Linked DNA regions of Mus musculus: regions 1, 2 and 3 are each linked to region 4. Evidence: chromatin contacts called from public Hi-C, HiChIP or PLAC-seq and Micro-C data. All regions are on one chromosome and are shown on one strand. Each heading gives the region's core, a stretch centred on a gene start, on an enhancer-like site or on the middle of the called end of the contact. The rest is flanking DNA. Distances are from core to core; before and after follow the strand shown. Region 1 holds the start of Mael (maelstrom spermatogenic transposon silencer). Region 2 overlaps Cd247 (CD247 antigen). Region 3 overlaps Cd247 (CD247 antigen). Region 4 holds the start of Pou2f1 (POU domain, class 2, transcription factor 1).

Region 1 (2,834 bases), core at 118-2,617, 240 kb before region 4:
CCTAAAGGAAGCACCACAAAAACAATCCATTATCTACTAAGACAGAAAAACGTTTTTAAAGTGTCAGCAACACTTCAAGTGTCAGCGACGATTCATGATCAAGAAGAGTGTATACTATAAATGTTGACTGGTTCAATACCAGAAAAATTTAGCAACATTACTAGCAAACAATTAAAACTGAGGTCATTGCTAGGCTGGGACTCCTGTTCAGTCTCTTCACAAGCTGGAAAACCCTGTTTATTCCCCTTCCACCAACTCCACCTACAAAGAAAAAACACCTCACTACTCAGTGTTCCAGCAACCCACCCATGAGTGCCTGCTCAGGGGCTCACTTTTTGACCATGTAAGGGCAAATACCAGCTCCTAACTCACATGTCATCACCCCATGCCCAAGACCCATTAAAAAACCAACCAACCAAACAAACAAAAAAACTAACCCTTGTTTTTGCCTGGATATGTGACCTTGCTGACCTTGACCTGTGAAATCCGATGAACCCACCAGAGAGCTGCCTCCAAATAAACCTGCCATTATCTACTTTTAATCTGGTCTAATCTGGCTGATTATCTGTCAGTGACAGAGAGAAAAGATGATCAAGTTATCTGAAAAGATAAAAATTTTAAATGAATTTTCAACTCTACTTATACACAAATTAAGTAACTCGAATACACAAAGGAATGTAGTTGGGAAGTGCAATGAGAAAACCCAGGCAAGATCAAGCAGCACAGTTTGAACCAGTATGAGAACTCACTATTACTAAATACACAGGCTCAACCTTGAGTCAGCAGTAACCAAGTAGATGAGAAAAGCATTTCACAATAACTTCGAAAAATGATACCTACTAATAAAACTGACCCCTCCCCAAATTACCCAGACCTTATAAGAAAGCCTATAAAACTTTATTCATGGATGTTTTGTGAAACAGAAGTTTTCAAATATGTTGTGGTTGTTGTTGTTGTTTGTCGTCGTCTTGAAAACACCCTCCTGTCCCCACCTTTTCCCTCTCAGTGCTTTACACAAGCTCGCTAGTTCGGGAATGTGAAACACCCAGGAACCGAAAGCACCTGCGAGTCCTCTTCCTACTAACGGGGTACATCAAGCAACAATGTACAGGGAAAAAATAATAATAAAAGTACCAGGCCTACCACGTGACAATCCCCGCCTACCGGGCAAGCGAGTCAGCCAATCACAGTGCTCTCCCCACCTGCGCCTCGCTCCTCCTCCCTCCCGCCCCCTCCGCCCCCTCACGCACGAGGTGGAATCCAGTTTCAGGCTGTTTTCACCCCCACAGCAGGGGGCCCAATGCGGCTGCGCGCTGCACCCTGATTGGCCAAGTGCCGGGCTGAAGCGCGCGCAGGCTCCGAGCTCGGTTACTAAGGGCGGGAGCCCGGCAAGGGCGCCGGCTGCTTGCTGCGTCTCTGGAGGGCGTCGAGGCCCGACGACGCCATGCCCAACCGCAGGGCCAGCCGCAATGCCTACTATTTCTTCGTACAGGAGAAGATTCCCGAACTGCGCCGGCGAGGCCTGCCGGTGGCCCGCGTGGCAGACGCCATCCCCTACTGCTCGGCCGACTGGGCGGTGAGGCAGCGGGCAGTTGGGCAGCGGGGAGGGCGCGGTGGGAACCCAGCCTGGGGGGAGCCCGTGGAGGGGACACAGCCCAAGGGCAGGACCAACCGACAGAACCTTCCAGAACCGGGGTGTGGATCGGACGCCTCACCCTCACAGCTCGCCTCTCTTGTATCCCTCTTCTCCCCAAGCTCTTGAGGGAGGATGAGAAGGAGAAATACTCAGAAATGGCTCGAGAGTGGAGAGCAGCCCAGGGAAAGGATTCTGGGCCTTCAGAGAAGCAGGTAAGGGCAGCCACCTCTCGCCCGCCCACCCTTGGACTCCAGCCACGGTGGAGCCCGAGGAACCTTCGGGAAGTTTCCAGATAGTGCAGAAGCCCCAGGGGAAAGGCAGGTTTGGGGTTGGGGGTCAGGGTTTGCACTAAACGGCTCCCCGACTGCCTTTCAGTTCTTACCGGTTAGACAGCTGTAATAATAATTTTTAAAAAGCGTAGGCTTTTATTTAAATGGTTCCTAGAAACAAGCTTGTTAACAGTTCTTTAAATATTGTAATAACAAGACGTGAAGACCTGGGTTAACATTTGTAGATCCTACAGAACCCCCCCCCCCCCCAAATAGTTAAGCAAATTCCAGAGTATTGGGATAGTAGACTACTAAGTCAGTATCTACAAGGTCAATAAAGAAGTCTTTTTCTTCTCCCTTATGCTGCTTTTCTGTTTGTACATACCGAAATTTCATTCTTAAATTTGTGACATTGGATTGAAATTCAAAATTGTGGCAAGTTATTTGTAAATATGGTAGGTAGATTTACATTTTAAGTTGATGTCTTAAGTCAGGTGGATTTTTGAGGATCTGTGCTTGTGAGCTTTGATTGCTCTTATCAGATTTTTCTATAAAACATATCTCCTTAAGGGACTAGTGATGGCTCACTGGCTAAAAGCTCTGGCTACTCTTCCAAAAGTTCCAGATTTGAGTCGGTGCACCCACATGGTGACTCACAGCCATCTGTAACTCCAGTTCCCAAGGGTTCTGATGCCCTCCTCTGGCTTCCACTGGTGCTGCGCACACACACGTGACACACATACATGCAGCCAAGCACACACACGGGGGGGGGGGGGGGGGGGAATGAAAATTTGAAGAAAAAATTCTCCACAAAACTTAAGTATATTGTACGTGCTTGAGTTGTGATAGTTGGAGGCACAACCTTTTGTAATTTTCACTTTTAAATGAAAACCACAAATAACATTATAGACTTTAGGATTTTGTTCTGT
Region 2 (2,994 bases), core at 317-2,816, 190 kb after region 4:
CCTCAGTTTCCTGATCTGTCAGGAGGAAAGGACAGTCACTATTTCCATGGGGTGCAAATGACATCATAATGAGATCACTTTATAAAATGGACCTCAGAATATAGCTATCAGAGATTATCATCATACTTAGTAAAAACAATTAATAATGATTGCCAGGATGCGTTAAAGAGAAATTACTCAGAGACCCTTGTTGAGGAACAATAAGAGTGACTTTACCCAGGCCATTTAGACAGATAAAGGACCACTTTGGTGGGCTCCTCAGTGGGAAAGAGCAGTGGGGCTCAGCTTGACCACAGTAAGGGCAGGTGGGCAGGTATAGTCCGACGTCAGGCAGGAGGGGTCAGTGGATGGAAAATTACTAAGAAAGATATATCAGGAGTGAGAGAGAGATTCTGGCTAAGCTGACGTCACAGGATCCCAGCTGAAGACAAAATGAGGCACCCCTGAGGGACAGTGGAAGACGGGGCTCATTGGATTCTGAGATATTGAGTGTGACCAGGTGTCAAGTGTGAGCTTCTTGCTGGATTGACTTAGCAAGAGTCTCAGGGTTTTATTAAGCACACATGGACCAAGGAGGAGAGCCGGAAGCTCAACTAAAGCTGGTCAGAAACACTGTCAATCGACATAATGGTGATTTTGAAACCTTTTGGAAAAAAGACCCCACAGACCTGTGCTAGAGGAGACCAAACACCTCTGCGTGTGCACACCTGCTTTCAGTGCCTCAGGAGCAGCTCGGGGAAGCCAGGGGCTACTGAGCACAGGGTAGGTTTCTGGGTTGGGGGGAAGGAAGGGCTGATTGCTGTGTCCAGGATCGATGAGGGTGACTCTTCCCAACCATTAGCCCACATCTCATGGGGAGGCAGGCAGCTTGCAAGGCAGGGCTGAGGCGTAGACTGGATTTGTGAAGTTTTAACTCCCGACAGCTGACAAAAGACTAATAAAATCTGGGCCAGGATTTTCCCAAGAGGGATGTGTCACCATGGACTAGAAATGAAACCGAGGGGAGGAGGGCTTTTGGAAGAACTCCCTTATCCTCTGCGCTTTTGTGGGACAGTTGAAAATACACGTGGTGCTAAATTAGCGCTCCAAGACCACGAATAAAAGTGCTTTCACATTCCTTTCTTTAAAAATATTTATTCAAATGGGATGAAATGTTATGGGGGCTTTGTGTCTGGAAGCAGGGTTAATTAAGGATTTCCTGCCGGCTTTGTGAGGCGGTGACATGCCATTGAGATGCCCCGTCTATTTAGTCTGCCTGCTTCCCTTTTCTTTCTATTCATCCAGCTGGTGGTGAAATTCCAGGGAAATCTTTGCAGGGATGTAAGAGAAAACACTGCTATTCCCTACATTCTGTGCTTACCAAGAAAATGAGGGTGTCGGAGACTCGAGGCACACAAACCAGACTACTACAGAACCAGGTCTGGGTCCCCTTCCTTGAGGTTTGTAAAATGTGATGTAGCTGGTGTGCAGAAAAGAGGCTCTTGAGCTCCTGGCCAGGGGTTTTCAAAGGAAAAGCCCAGCCGCCTTGTGCGGCCTCCTGAAACAAAGGCCCAGGGCAGCCCCTTGGAGCTCAGCGCCCCCATCACCTCCCCCGTTCTCACAGGCGGTTTCCCTGACATAAAAGGGCTGCCTGATGCAGTTGCTCCTTCAACAGCAGGTTTAAAAAATGCATGAAACCCAAGATTGAATGCCACCCAGTTTGGCCTCTACAGAGGCTAGCTCTGCAGAGGGACAAGGGGCAGCCAGGCCAACCAAGAAACCAAGGAAGCCTGCTTTCTGCTCCCTGAGGCAAACCTGTTTTAGGGGCCAATCACCCCTCCCCCATTTTGATCTTCTGACCCCAAATAGGATCTGTGGCTTGTTTCTCTTGAGGACCCTCCTGCCCTGGAAGCAGTCAGTTTCCCCAGGCAAATGTAGGCAAACAGGGTCCAGCACTCAGAGTTGGGCTGCCCCCAACTGCTGTCGCAAAGCTGTCCTCAGAGCCTGTCACCGTTCTGCGCCACCTTAATTTTTCTTACCCACCTTAACTTCTAATTTTTCTTATCTTGTTCTCTACACATCTTCTCCCTTCCCTCCTTTTGCATTGTCTCTGAAGGGCCATGCATACGCAGTTACTATATTTTTGTATGTGTTAATATGATTAGTTTGTTAAAATGGTATGCCAGGTTTAGGTCCTTCGTCCCTTCGTTCCTTTTGACAGACCCTCACCGTGCAGTCGTGGTTGGTTTACAATTCACTATATAGACCAGATGGCCTTGAACTCATGAAACTCCCCCCCCCCCCCGAGACTGCGACTGCCTCCTGAGTGCTGCTGGCACTGAAGGGGAAACCTTTACTTTGCCTGTTTCTTTCTGTTCAAAAGTTCAGATCGCTTCACCCCAGCGAGAGCAGCTAGGATGGGAAATCAGAAGCAAGTGTTGGCAAGGATATAGAGAAACTGCTGTGCCAGATGCTCCTGGTAGGGATGTAAACTGGTATAGTCGCTGTGGAGGATAGCTTGCCAGTTCTTGCACAAGTTCAACTACTACATGACCTCCCAATCCTACTTCCGAGTACACATCTGAAGAGACTGGAAAGCAGACCCCTGTCTGCCCACACTCAGAACACTTTCCTCACAATACCAAGTAGAAGCAACCTAGGTGTCCATCACTTGGTGTGTGACCAAGCCAGACGGGATCTGTAAATACACCTGGGACATTATTCAGTCTTTAAAAGAAGATTCTGACACCTACTAAAGCAAGATAGGGCCCCACGGATAATATGCTAAAATAAGAAGAAAACATTCAAGCATTCAAATACTGTATGATTCTGTTCATACAAGATACATAGGGAAGTCAAAAAATCATAGAGACAGAACATAGAATGGGAGTTGGGGGTGGGGCAGTTGGCGGGCACTGGAGGTTGGTGGATGTATGGTTTCAGTTTTACAAGATGAAAAGAGGCTTAGAGACAGTTGCTCAACCAAACGACTGTACTTAATACCACTGAACTGTA
Region 3 (2,933 bases), core at 349-2,848, 150 kb after region 4:
AGCAGTCTCTGCACTCCTGCTGAACTGCAACAGAGCAGAGAGAATCAGAGCTCAGCACCACCTCCAAGGGGCCATCGGACTGGCTATAGTGCAGAGCTGCGTGTCAGCCCCTCCATGCCCGATGACAACAAACTCCCTTGTTGGCTCCCTGTGGCTAGCCCAAAGTGTAGCCGCTTCTTTCTGAACTCAGTTGTCCTTTCTCCTGCCTGCGACCTGACTAAAGTGCTTACAGCTTTAGTCTTCAGAGAAGTTAATCATCCCAAGTAAAGGCCTTGCCCCCCCCACACACCCCCACACACCCTGTGTGCAGGGGTTCCAGGCTCTCCGTCTGTGCCTGCCGGAATCCAGGAAACCCCTCCTGTTCCCCTTCCTCCAGGAACCCTGAGGGTAGACAGTGCCTACAAAAAGCTTCCTACTAAGTTGGCACATGGGCATCATTACTCACCCAGCTGTTTCCTGAGTGGGAAGCACCTTGCTTGCTTACTGTCCTGACTGTGTGCCCCGAGTCGCTATAACCACACATGTTACCTAAGCTGAGAGGAACTGCAGGATTTTCCAGAGTTGGTGCTAAGTGTAGTTTCCAAATTTAAAAAAAAATCATAAAGTAAGACTTCCTCAAATGAAATCTTATGCCTGAAAGGAAATGGGTTCTACTGCCCTGGGAAGATGAGATTTCTACCTTCCCAGGTGTGTCCTTTCCACAAACCCACGGCTTCAGGCACCAGGTGATGCCTGATGCTCTGTCCACCATTCTTATTTCCAGGATGGGAAAATCAAGAGTTGGAGAGAAAAGCTGTATGGCCTCCATTACAGCTCAACCGCAGGCCCTAAGAAGAGGCTGTCTTGTCTGTCTTTCACTTTCTTGTCCTAAACTGTTCAGTATAAGCCATCTGTTTCCCAGCAGAAGCCACATCCAGGCACTGGTACCGATCTTCAGTAATACACATAGCACTTGGATCATTGAGCTGCTCTGTCTGCCACAGATGGATACCCCGCCTTCTCTGCTCACCGGCTGTGCACGCTTGGTTGTATCCTGCCTTGCCCATGGACACCAAGCAGAGCACAGGCCTGAGACTCTCCAGTGCCAAATCCCCACCTCACATCCTCCCAGTGGAGGAACCTATACCCTCCCTCAAGAGCCCAGGGGAACCCACTTTTGCTCTCAGGTACAGGGCTGTGATGATGACTCCGTAGATGAAGAGGATTCCATCTAGCAAGTAGCAGAGTTTGGGATCCAGCAGACCAAAGCTCTGTGCCTCTGTGCCAAGAGAGAAAATTGGTTAGGCATGCTGGATCTGGCAAGAACACATCCCACCTACCCCAGGTCAATTCTGTGACAGATTGTAGTCATGTCACGGGCACTAGGTCCAGTCCTCATACTTCACACAGACCACAACCTACAACCTCTCTCACTGAGTCTGAAGAAACCCAGCCTGCAATGGCCAATGTAACCACATGTACCAGATGTAAAGAGTGCACCTATGCATACAATGTAACCACATGTACCAGATGTAACGAGTGCACCAATGCATACAATGTAACCACATGTACCAGATGTAATGAGTGAACCAATGCATACAATGTAACCACATGTACCAGATGTAAGGAGTGCACCTATATGCATACAATGTAACCACTTGTACCAGATGTAACGAGTGCACCTATGCATACAATGTAACCACATGTACCAGATGTAAGGAGTGCACCTATGCATACAATGTAACCAATGTACCAGATGTAAGGAGTGCACCTATATGCATACAATGTAACCACATGTACCAGATGTAACCACAGAGGCTGGGAAGAATGAGGGAGTATTAGGAAAAAATGAAACTGCTGTGCACAGAACTTCTGCTCTGGTGACATGGAAGCCCCGCTGTAAGTGAGCTCTTGCATAAACTATGACACTCTAAACCTCAGAAATGTACCTAGGTAACTAAGGCCTTTATACGGAGAGAGAGAGACTCTAGAGGTTACAAATGTAGGGCTCAGAAATTAGATAATTGGATAAAATCATCTCAATACCTAGTCATTATCAGTGAAGTCTAGGTATCGTGGTGCACATCAGTAGTCCCATCATTGAACAGGCAAGAGGGTTGTGAGTTCGAGGCCAGCCTGAGCTACATAAGTTCCAGGCAGACTACATGCTTCAGCTTAGAGCCTCTTCTACTTAGTCTCCTCACTCCAGAGTCACCCCTCCTGCCTTTCTGATGTTTATCGAATCACACTCAAAGCATGTATGGTTCTCAGTAGATAAGAAGGGCAGGGGGAGTGAGGAAAGGAAATACGTTAGTTAGATAGAAGGTAGCCTTCCTATTTGAAAGATCACACAAAGCAAGCAAACTGAGCATATTACTGATCCTGAACTCCCTCCTATTGGGTAAGTGTGGATCTGAGAACTGGCCCAGTATCACAAAACCCTCCCTCTGGCCCTGCCTGAGAACCACACAAGCAGAGTGGTCTTTAAGGCTTTCCAGCCTAACGCCAGTAGCAAGTGGCGCCCTCTGGTGGGCGCTGGCCAACAGTGGGTAAGGCAGATGGGTGCCAGTTAAGTTCCGGCAAGGTATCCTTCCAGCTGCCTCTTCTGCAAAACAGGTTGAAAGTCTTCAGTGTCTGTTCTGTGCAGTGTTTATGGCTGTGAGCGCAATCATTAAGGCCCCGCTAGATTGCCACCAGAAGCACACAGAGCAGGCAGGTAGTGACTATGCCAGAAACCTCTCATCTGCTCCCACATACAATAGAAGGCTGACTTAAATCTCACTCACTGTCCCCCATCACCATGTCCCTAAAGCCCTCTGTTCTCAGCTTTTAACTCCAACTCTCTCATCCAGGGTCCCTCCTGGCCCCAGGTCCCTGCTCAGAAACCAACTCAATCCCGCTCAAAGACACTTCAAAGTGTGGGACTCAGTGCAGCCCCACAAATGCTCTGCCTT
Region 4 (3,273 bases), core at 765-3,264:
TTCTTTAACTAATTCTCTCCACACCTACTTCCTTTGATGGAAATGAAACAATGCAGAATGAATAGTGTATCCACCAGGTTCAGTGACTTGAACGAAGGTCATATTCATTTAATTTTTGAACCAAAGAGCAAACTAAGACTAAATAGGAAGAAAATAGGTTAGTGGTGATGACTTCAAATTTGTACCTGCCAGGAATAGTGTTGTTTACTTCACTTTAAATTATATTCCAAGATTTCCCTTATAGTAATATAATTTTGTCATATTTCCAGATATTAATTGTAACATGGTTCAAATTTGCATTTCCTTTACTGTGCTGGTTTGTGTATTTTGAAATAATTATAGGGTGGACCAATTATTTGGTTTAAGCAGTCATGTGCACACCCTAAGGCTTAATTACTTCGAATAAATCAATCTCACCTCAAATCACTAGCTGTAACAGACAGACAGTTTTAGGTGTACTTGTGCAGAGTAAAGAATTCAACAAGCAACCTCGGGCTCACAATGAAAACTTTAACCGCTAAAATAATTGCTTCCAGGTAGGGATCTGTTTATTTAGGGTGTTTAGGGCTGTGTGTGTGTGTGAGTGTGTGTGTGTGCAGAACCTGCAGTTTTACCCAGTTGAAACTTAGGAATACCCCTCTCAAGGACAGCCTAGGACCTATTTATTCTTACCACACAATATTTTTGTTTTTATCCTTAGAAATTTTTTTAGGAAAATCTTGGGACTTGTCAAGAATTAGTAAAATAGATTTGGGTCTTCATCCAGGCCTTTTTTTTTTTTTTTTTTTTTTTTTTTTTTTGCAATAAAGGAGCAATCTGGGCAATATTTTGGCTAATTACTTAGGAAGATGGTCACAAGAGGAATATCACCACCCCCACCCCCCGCCCCCCGCGATCGTATTTACTGAACGACAGAGCAAAGAGAATTCGTAACCGTTGGCGCTATTGCCAACTTGCATGGTTTTAATCAGGTCAGTTTACAATTAGCCTTTAAAAGGTGCTCCAGAAGAAAAAAAAAAAAAAAGAAAAAAGAATCCCTACGCAGATGGGGTCTGTTTGTTTCGCACGGGTGGGCGCGTGCAAGGGCGTCCGGGCGACTCGGACGGCCGCTCCCACAGAGGCTGGGCCGGGCACGCGCGACAAGTGGAGGCGACTCTTTGCCTGGCTAATTAGAGCCGCCAGGACACGCCCCCAGGAGTCCGCCCGCCGGCCCCGCCCCGAATCTGCGGCGTGGGCTGAGGCGCGGGGCGGGGATTAGCTCGGATTCAAATTTAAAGCGGGACGTCCGCGCGTGGCCCAGCAGGTGCCTCGTGCCCGTTGCCCGCCGAGGGCGTTTCCGCCCCCACCTGCACACAGGGCCGGAAATTACCTCGGCGGGGAGCGGTCCCCTCCATTGTCGCAGTCAACTGCGAGGGAGTCCTGAAAAAGTGCGCGGCCGTGGAGCGCTCGCTAGTCCCTCACGCGTGTCCTCGCGGCGAGACGCCGGGCATGTTGCCCTTTTACAGTACCGCCGTGGAAACCCCGAACTTATCCGGGAGGGGACTAACACGGAAGACGGGAAGCCCATCCCGAGACGTAAACAAGCACTTGACATACTACACTTTGGGGTGAAGCCGCGCTCCCGGGGGGAGGGAGGGGGCGAAGAGACGCGCATGCGCTTCCTACCTCTCCGGCGCGTGGAGAAAACTGCGCGTGCGCACAGCGGCGCGGACGGGAGGGGGAAAGAAAAAAAAACAAAACAAGGAAGAGATGATTGGCAGGTTAGGGGGCACTTTAGAAGCCTGAGGGGGCGGGGTCCCTGCAGCCTGGACGCGCGTGCGCACCGCGCGCGCAGGGGGGTGGAGCTCTTCCAAGGGGGCCGGCGGAGAGCAGCGCCGGCCTCGGGCGCCCCCTGGCGCGCGCCTCGGGAGAGGAAGGAACGGGAGGGTGCGGAGAGGAGGGAGGCGGCGAGCAGGGCGGGAGGGGGAGGGGAGCGGGAGCGAGGGAGGGTTTATCGACCGGGCGATTTTGGTTAAAATATTCAAAATGGCGGACGGAGGAGCAGCGAGTCAAGATGAGAGTTCAGCCGCGGCGGCAGCAGCAGCAGGTAATCATTACAGCATTTTACATATTCATATTCATACTCGAGCCGGGCTCCCGCTGCCCCCCCCGCGACTTAGCATAATTTATTAGTACTCAGGATTATTATAATTAACGGCGAGGAGATGGGGGGCCGGGGAACACAGCCCCCTCTGGGCGCCGAGCGGAGGGGGAAAAGGAGCTCGGAGCGGCCGGGCGGAGGGGGAAGAAGACCCGGGGCAAAGGGGGCTGTGAGCCACCGCGCTCCTCCTGCCCCCGGCCCACCCCGCGGCTGCCGCGCCGGCCCGCCCGCCGGCACCGGCCCTCCTCCTCCGCCGGCCGCCGCCGCCTCCTCGCACGGTGCCCGAATCTAAGCGGGTCCACGGCAGGCGGCGGGGCCGGGGCACCGGGAGAGGACAATAAAGACATTTTACATATTCATAGCTGCTGGGCTGGCGGGGCGCGGCGGGGTGCGGGCGGGAGACCTGGACGGGCGGTGGGGGGGCGTGGAGGGGCCAGAGGTGGCGGCGAGCACAATGCCGGTGGGCGGCGGGGCCCGAGCGGACCCCGGTGGCCGGACACCCGCGCGGCGCCCCCCCAGGATTGGGAGCCGGCGCGGGCTCGGGCTGGGGAACGCTGCTCGCTGCGGGACGCACCGGGGAGTGGTGCCCTGCCCCCGGCCGTGCGGGGGGTCCGCGTGGGGCCGAGCCCGGGGGTCACGGCCCGGGGCCCCTCAGCCGCGCCCTGCTCGTGCCCGGGGCAGCGGCCTGACCCCAGCCAGTCCGTGTCTCTGGTTAGGGGCAGCGTGGCGTGGGCCCTGTGAGCTGGCCTTCGGGTTGTGAGCTCGCTCTGGGGTCCCCCGGACCCTTTGGAGGCTGGGCTAGGTGGGAGGAACCCTCGGGGAAGTTCCCCTCCGTGGAAATGGCTTCGGTTGTCCGTGTGTCCCGGGCCCTCACCCAGAGGTCCGCGCTGCTGTGGGTCGCGCGGGACAGTTGGGTTGGAGGTGCTCGCGGGGTCTGGTAGCTCCTCCGCGCACATCCCCCCCCCCCCACGCGCTGGTAGCCTTGGGGACCCTCTCGCTCTGAGGCCTCGGAGCTCTCGGAGGTCACCCGAGAACTGGACCGTAAAGGATTGCCCTCCTGCCCTCAAAGGGCTGGCCTGACAAGTTGATCATATTCTAGATTTCTCCTGTACTGCGGGGAGCGGGGGTGGTGG

The links. A called contact is a pair of places that touch in the nucleus more often than the background predicts. HiChIP or PLAC-seq counts read pairs in DNA pulled down with a chosen protein or histone mark.
Region 1: a contact with region 4 is called in a Micro-C map of embryonic stem cells, with 2.6 times the contacts expected there. The contact joins the promoter of Mael here to the promoter of Pou2f1 in region 4. A contact is called at or near these places in 4 of 39 promoter capture datasets (cranial neural crest, frontonasal cranial neural crest, hippocampal neurons and 1 more) and 2 of 484 Hi-C or Micro-C datasets (both in embryonic stem cells).
Region 2: an H3K4me3 HiChIP or PLAC-seq map of the SCID.adh cell line shows a contact between it and region 4, with 12 read pairs. The contact joins the enhancer-like site here to the promoter of Pou2f1 in region 4. A contact is called at or near these places in 13 of 39 promoter capture datasets (the 3T3-L1 cell line, 3T3-L1-derived adipocytes, the HPC-7 cell line and 8 more), 1 of 484 Hi-C or Micro-C datasets (CD8 T cells), 16 of 115 datasets of contacts at active chromatin or transcription factors (CD8 T cells, the SCID.adh cell line, VIP interneurons and 13 more) and 2 of 9 other capture datasets (adipose tissue and liver).
Region 3: a contact with region 4 is called in a Hi-C map of the G1E-ER4 cell line, with 3 times the contacts expected there. The contact joins the enhancer-like site here to the promoter of Pou2f1 in region 4. A contact is called at or near these places in 17 of 39 promoter capture datasets (the 3T3-L1 cell line, 3T3-L1-derived adipocytes, the C10 cell line and 12 more), 21 of 484 Hi-C or Micro-C datasets (the AML12 cell line, CD4 T cells, CD8 T cells and 12 more), 27 of 115 datasets of contacts at active chromatin or transcription factors (the 230-238 cell line, DN3 thymocytes, the HPC-7 cell line and 21 more) and 4 of 9 other capture datasets (adipose tissue, liver, macrophages and 1 more).

Annotation. Positions count from the first base shown.
Region 1 is chr1:166,237,277-166,240,110 of GRCm38.p6, reverse strand. Mael (maelstrom spermatogenic transposon silencer) reads left to right here and starts at 1,367. Exons shown (of 12, transcript NM_175296.4): 1 at 1,367-1,576; 2 at 1,756-1,848. The coding sequence starts at 1,445.
Region 2 is chr1:165,812,888-165,815,881 of GRCm38.p6, reverse strand. All of the region lies in intron 1 of Cd247 (CD247 antigen), which reads right to left. Among named protein-coding and RNA genes, the nearest start is that of Gm23402, 4.6 kb to the right of the region's middle. Within about 2 kb of position 1,566, at least 53 of the 459 cell types and tissues checked have an H3K27ac peak or open chromatin away from gene starts, as enhancers often do. A contact at or near this core is called in the SCID.adh cell line, adipose tissue, double positive thymocytes and 1 more, where this site is marked.
Region 3 is chr1:165,853,491-165,856,423 of GRCm38.p6, reverse strand. It overlaps Cd247 (CD247 antigen), which reads right to left. Exons shown (of 8, transcript NM_001113391.2): 2 at 1,155-1,258; 3 at 1-24. Among named protein-coding and RNA genes, the nearest start is that of Gm32999, 5.8 kb to the right of the region's middle. Within about 2 kb of position 1,598, at least 29 of the 459 cell types and tissues checked have an H3K27ac peak or open chromatin away from gene starts, as enhancers often do. A contact at or near this core is called in CD8 T cells, the G1E-ER4 cell line, the HPC-7 cell line and 6 more, where this site is marked.
Region 4 is chr1:166,001,375-166,004,647 of GRCm38.p6, reverse strand. Pou2f1 (POU domain, class 2, transcription factor 1) reads left to right here and starts at 2,014. Exons shown (of 16, transcript NM_198932.3): 1 at 2,014-2,086. The coding sequence starts at 2,026.